Regions from separate parts of the Oryzias latipes genome. Here region 1 is linked to region 2. A link is a contact called in public Hi-C data. All regions are on one chromosome and are shown on one strand. Each heading gives the region's core, a stretch centred on a gene start, on an enhancer-like site or on the middle of the called end of the contact. The rest is flanking DNA. Distances are from core to core; before and after follow the strand shown.

What was found. A called contact is a pair of places that touch in the nucleus more often than the background predicts.
Region 1: a contact with region 2 is called in a Hi-C map of embryo, with 2.1 times the contacts expected there. The contact joins the promoter of LOC101166581 here to the promoter of LOC101156850 in region 2. A contact is called at or near these places in 3 of 5 Hi-C or Micro-C datasets (embryo, fibroblasts and gastrula embryo).

Annotation. Positions count from the first base shown.
Region 1 is chr17:21,494,507-21,498,073 of ASM223467v1, reverse strand. It overlaps LOC101166581 (calsyntenin-2), which reads left to right and starts at 2,209. Exons shown (of 18, transcript XM_011486645.3): 1 at 2,209-2,424. The coding sequence starts at 2,220. It overlaps nmnat3 (nicotinamide/nicotinic acid mononucleotide adenylyltransferase 3), which reads right to left and starts at 809. Exons shown (of 5, transcript XM_011486648.3): 1 at 726-809; 2 at 1-98. The coding sequence starts at 67.
Region 2 is chr17:21,266,965-21,270,206 of ASM223467v1, reverse strand. LOC101156850 (SPRY domain-containing SOCS box protein 4) reads right to left here and starts at 1,380. Exons shown (of 4, transcript XM_020710979.2): 1 at 1,147-1,380.

The sequences.
Region 1 (3,567 bases), core at 960-3,459, 230 kb before region 2:
GGTTAGTGATTGGATTAAAAGAGCCGCAGGCTAACAAAACCAGAGGAACACGGCGGGTGACCATCATGACTAACCCTCCCACTCCTTGGTTAATAAACCTGAAAGGAAAGACAAAACTTGTCTCAATAATGTTATAGTTCAGAGAGCCGCATACATCAGAAATATTCAGAGAAGATGCAGAAAATCAAACCAATCAGATATTTTTATGTTAAATAGCAGCTGTCTCATTTGAAAAGAATAAACTGTCATCTGGAACAGTCTGAATGCAGCAGCTACAGTCTGAATTTTATTATGATCACGTGACAAGGCTGACAGAGAAACACATAAACATAGATATGCATCTGCGTGTCAGGAAACAAAATTCAAACATTAATACTAAAGGCTTTTGGTATACAGGGGAAGCTAATGTTGTAGTACTAGTACAGTACGTTTTACGGGAGGTAGAAATAATCAAACGAACAGCCAGGAAATTCCTGTAAAAAAAATCTTAAAAAGATAATAGCAATACCCAATTTTAAAAAAATCATATATGTTAAACCTGTAGTGTTAACCTAAACCAGCTGCGTCTGACTAACGGGGTGCTTTAGCGATTAGCTCACAAAACTATATTACAAAATGACAAATTAATCTGACTAAATCAGTGGAATCAACACTTTAAGCTACCATTACTCTGACTCTTCAATCCACTTCAATCAAAATGTAATATGATTTTGTGATTTGATTACCTTCTTGGTGCATTTGGTTAGTGCGTCACATGCATATGCCTCCCCGAGTTCAAGCTTTCCGTCGATGGTTCCGCTGGGAACGTGTTGCTAAAGTGCGACCCCTGGTGGATAGAAATTCAAAATTTGTGCAAAGGGAGCTCTCCATGGTTCTAAATTGAGTCATTTGAGTGAATTTTTAGAACACTAAACAATGTAAATGGGTTATAGAGACCAGAATAAAGGACCACAAATAATGCAGTGACTTTCAAACTGGGGCAGAAATAATGATTAAAAAAATATATTCATCAGTGTGTTTATTTAATCAAGAAACTGCAAACAAAAACGAGACAGAATTTTTTTTAAATTACCTCTACATTTCCAAAGAGGTACATTAATCATTTTAAAGGTTAATAAGTAAGTAAATATAGTTTAGTAAGTAAATATATATTATATAATATTCCATGGTCTAAATGTAACTTTTCCCATTAAAAAAATATGCATGTGTAATTAGAGCAAAAAATTTTGCGTTGTGGATCATGATATTATTATAGTGGCAGTATAAACAATACTAGCAGAAAAAAACCATAAATATTAATTGTTCACATTGACAAGATTTGTGGGTCTTGTGAAACAGATATATATTTTTTGGGAATGACGTAGCACATGTAAGTGCCTGCTGCTCAACTAATGTCTTAGAAAGTACAAAAACAAAAGAAAATTCAAAGTTCTGAAACATTTAAAAAAAGAAAATCAGCTTTCAACGTCATAGCTTCCTGTGTCTCTGCCCTGAGGTTCAGTAAACAACTGTAAATAAATATGACTACCTTTATTGTCAGCTTGTGTGCTTTATGTTAATTAGTCTTCAAAATTATGTGATTTTTCTCTTTGAATAGTAGTAGTAGTCTTTTTTATTTACACACTGTTAACACCAGAAGAGTAAGATAATTAGGTATTTCAATAGCATTTATTTAATATTGAATACAATCATTAAAATGTGCTTGTGTAAAGTACAGTAGCACTATTAATCACGTTAATTAGGGTACAGATCACTGCCACAGCTGTTTTTAGTATTACATTCATTAAAATGAGTTTGCTTCTAAGTAAGGAGAAAACCATTTTGCATTCTTTTTTTTATCAGTATTATTTGGTTGGTATTTTACTCAGTCTTTGGCTCAAACAGGTCATTTGTCCACCCCAGGTAATTTTTCTCTGCATCGTCAAGTCAGCCCAACAGATTCAGACTTTCACCAATGAGAAGGACTTTGCTTGTCAAATTAAAACTCCACAGATGTATCAATCGTCGAACAAAACATATTTCAAGCAGATATAATAAATGCAATATCGTATAGATTGTTTTTATTTCCCCCCTATGCAGACGAGGCCTGTCGTTTTGTCTTTATCGAAACTGGGGAAACATCCTCTCTAATAAGAGTTTTATTTTGAAAAAACAATTCCGGAAAGGAAGTCTAGTTGACGCTGGGTAAACGTCAGCGGGTGTCAGTCTCTCTCTTTTCGATGACTGTCTCAGTGACTGTCTCTCGACCTGCCCACGGTCCCTGGCGTGCGTGGCCAGCTGAGAAGCGTTCGTGCTCCGTGGGAGAGCCAGGATTTGGAGGCGAGCAGGAGACGGAGAGACATCGCAACAACATGAAGACACGCGGGTTCCCGTTTGTGCTTTTCTGGCTGTTCTGGGGCCACTCCTGCGCTCTGGCAGGAAAAGGTAGGAAAAAGAAGATAAGGCCAAAACTATTTTTTTAAGTATATCATTTGCATTTTTATTTTAAACGTTGCAGTTGCAGAAGTTGGATCGAAGAGCAACTAGATTTGTGCAAGAACTTGGCTGATTCTTTCTTTGATGTTATTATTCGGAGATTTTTCTTTCAGTTCTTAAAGATTTAGAGCATTGATAATATGCTTTTTTCTTTGACATTATTCTAATAATGAGGTTAGTTATGATCAAGGAATAAAAACCAAAAAGTATTTAATTAGAGTGATGGTTTGATTTTTTATGCCTGTTCATTGAGTTTATTTATTATCTGATAATTTTAAGTACAAACATGTAGTAAGTCACACTGCTTATGAGAGCTGTAGCAAAAAGAAGATCATTCTTGTTATGTTTGGTATTAGATCAGCTATCAATAATAATCAGTAGAGATTCATTTGGGAATTTAGAGTGTGGATGTCTTAGAAACAACTTAAAAAAAAAAGCATTTCCAGGAAGTTGAAGGATGTAATAATTTTTGCTCTTTATCAGTGGAAAAACTAAAGACCTAGAAAAATAAACATTAACTTCTTGAATGTTTTGTTACATTTGGGATCTCAGACATTTGATCGTAACAAATATCAGGTCTTTTGAAAGGAGAAACTTTCAGTTAAATTGGAAAATGTAACCGAACTGTTGTGATTTTTTTCTGTTATGGGCTTAATGAATGAATAACTTCCTCCCAGCTCTAACATGGTCTTAGATAGCAAACAGTCAAAATGTCTCCCTTCTGATCTTTGAAATCTTTCATTAACAATACATGTGTAAGGCTGAGATACTTCTGTTGAGCGTTCGCGATTGGTTGGTTATCTATCGATTTGTGCATGTATTGAGCAGGTCTCTGGGAGGGCGGCCATGGGCAGAGTGCTGATTTTTAATCACACCCTCACTCTGTGATGCCCCTTTTCGTCTTATTTCTGTCTGTCTTACTCCCTCACTCGCACACGTAAACACACAAACAGGGACTGGTGTTGCCAATGAAGAAGAACTGGGGTTTACAGTGCTATTAATTGGGTCTCTGGAGTGAGAGCGCCAGGCTGGCTGGCTGTCTGCACTCCGGCAAACATTATCATTATTTTTACTGTTTATAGAAATCCAACA
Region 2 (3,242 bases), core at 131-2,630:
CTGTTTGAAAGTTCGACCAATTAGGGACTCTTATATGAATGACATCCTTTTTCATTTACAGAAATGCCAACAGTTTGAAAATTGATCATGGGGGGAAAAATTAATAATTGCCGTATGCGCCTGACCAGAATTATATGACACCAAGTCTTTTACATTTTGGAATAGAGAATGCACGTTTAGCTTATTCTACGCATAACACATCCCCGGTGTGTCCGTAGCTGTAGATTTTTTTTCATTGATGCTCACTTATAACCAAATTTAAAAAAAAAGGATTTTCTGAATTTGTAGGTTTTTTTTGTAATACATAAATCATATAACGAACCTAAAACCAAAAATAGAGGTTTGAACGGAAACGTGGGGAAAGTGAATCGTTGCATCCCTAGTTGCCACACACGAGGAGAACTAGAGGGAAGTCTAAATGAGTGATAAAGCAAAAATGACCCCGACATCATTACAACATCCCCTACTTCTCTTCTTCTCTGTCATTTGGACAGGCCAGCCATCAGCACCCAGAACAACCAGCGCCAAGGCGCTTCACAAGTGTCTTTCCTCACACTCTCATCCTGTCACATTTCAAGATCCCTCTCCTTCCTGCTTCCCAGCATCTCTCCTCTGCTCCCATTTCCTTTCCTCTCTTTTCACACACCGTGTACTCCTCTTGTCCTCCCCTCACTGTTCTTACCATCTGCTCTCCATCCCTCTTGTTCGTGTCACCTTAAACCCATCTTTGCCTGGTAAACAAACCATGGAAGGCATGGGGATAAATAGGTGGACAGATTGAGATTCTTATCATGATTTATTTTTGATTGTGACAGTCAATACATATTCCTTAAGGAAGACACTAACTTAAAAGTGACCAATTTGGGGGTGACATAAATGCTTTTAGTTTGTTTGTTTTGCAAAAGCAGGAACATTTGTGCAGGTTTGGACAACTTTTTAAAAATATTTAAATACACTCTCTAAAAAACTTTAGCAGAATCATATGTACGGTGGCTCAAACAAAAGGTAGGCCTCTCAAACGAATAACATGTCTTTAATCTGCATGAGGTCTGGTGGCAAAAAGCTCCAAAGACGCTTGGAAGACTTTTGAGGAACATTCTGCTGCAGAGCTCCAATCCCGCGGTGTAAACACAGGAGCACACTTACCCGACAACAGGCGATACTTTCGGGTAGCCTTTGTCTTCCAGCCCAGAAGTGTGGCCCCTTCTTCTTTTGGTTATTTATTTTTTATTTTTTACTGTTGACAACGTTATTCCAGCGATGTGACAAATGTTTCAACACCACAGAAACGATTTCTTTGTTGAGATAAACGGCTACTCGTTACGTCCAAGCAAGCAGAGACTCGATACCAGTCCGCACTCAACAGAGCAAGCGCTGATTGGTTCCTTTCACGCGGACGCAACATTTTTCTGCGACGTGATTGGCTGAAACCTTGATGGTGGATTTGGGTGTCGCTCGGAAACTCTAGTTACTCAGACGCAAGTTCAAGAGGGACACAACCGTCATAACAACAATAGCAATAATAAGTTGTTGTTTTTTTAATTAAATTCAAATAGTTCTATTCAAGAAATATTGTTGTCAATCGATATTTTATTGACAACTTATATATGTTGTGCTTAATAAATTCTTGACAACATGGTAACAATTTTGGCTCCACAGTGGTGTAGTGGTTAGCACTCTTGTGTAGTCGCTTGTTCCCAACTCTTTCTGAGTGGAGTTTACTTGTTCTCCCTGTGTGTAGATAGCTGGGAAGGGCTCCAGCAACCTCTGCAACCCCACAGAGGACAAATCATGAAAATCACAAATGGATGGTGATTTTTGCTGCTTTAGACCTGTTGGATTTTCTTTTTCACTTCTTGACTCCTGATTCTCAATGTAAAGCAGCACCTTGCAGATCCTATTCAGAACTGGCCCGTATGCATGGATCAGTTACATCCTCAGTTGAGTCCATTCTAAAGTGTCACAGGGTCAGTTTCCCCGCTCACATCATTTTCCGCTTGTGTAGCAATTAAATCTTCCTTTGGATCAGTTTTCTTTTTGCTGCACACGCACTGCTTTTTCTTTTCAAGCTATTTGAGTTAAATCTGCTGACCGTAAATCGTCTTTGGAGTTTTTCTCTTCTATTGCTGGTAAAGTGATGTAACTGATACAGTTTCTTTTTCATTCATGACTTGGTTGTGAGATACTGTCTTTGAAAGGCTATATTTTAAAAGCCATTCCATAATAAACAACTCCTAAAAAGAAAATGGTCTGCAGAAAAAGTTAAATTGTATCCTGCTGCCCCCCCCCAAATATTGGTAGCAAATGTGAAGCCCACTTGTTCAGAAGGAACTTCAGTCCTATTGTTCACTGTAAAGTTGTTTACTTCAATGAAGCCAGGGGCTGTTCCCTCATGCATGGGGCATCTCAGTGCTGCTGCCTGTCCCAATTTCTCTAAGTTTTAGTGGTTTGACCTTTGATCCTTACATTGATTTTTGTTAAGATGTGGTCAAACTGAAGGGAGTTTTTGTAGTTTCCTAATTCATAATGGATTTTTTTTTTTAAAAGATGTAAATTTTACACCACAAATATTGCTAGTTATCATCTTCTTAACCGTTTATTCCCTTTTGGGGTCACGGGGTTGCCGGAGCCTAACCCGGCCACTTGGGCGTAGGCAAGGGACACCCTGGACTGGTCGCCAGTCTGTCACAGAGTAGAATATCCTCAATCACACATCTATTCACTCTCACACCTATGGACAATTTAAAGTTGCCAATCAACCTATGTAGCATGTTTCTGGACAGTGGGAGGAAGCCGGAGACCCTGGAGAAAACCCACGCATACACGGGGAGAACATGCAAACTCCACACAGAAAGGTCCCCCATTGATGTTGTGTTTTTCATGTCCCCCAGCCGGGACTTGAACCAGGGGCCTTCTTGCTGTGAGGCAAGAGCGCTAACCACTGCGCCACTATTTTTCATGAGTTAAAAAAATAACCGTTAATGTGCAAGTATTTATAAAAAGCTACATTTGTTTTACTTTAGAAAAAAGGCACCAACAATGATTTGCCTTTTAATTAGAATTTTGCTCTGACTTAAAAGTTTGTCCTTTTTTGCATTCGTAACATTTTTATTTCTTTTCTTGCCAGCTGAACTTAAAAAAGTTCGTTTTTACTGTTCAGTTGTTAACTTTATGTTGGACAAGAACTTGAGTTGGACAAAAGAATCAACGGAGATGACATGTTATCAATTCTAACAGAGGTC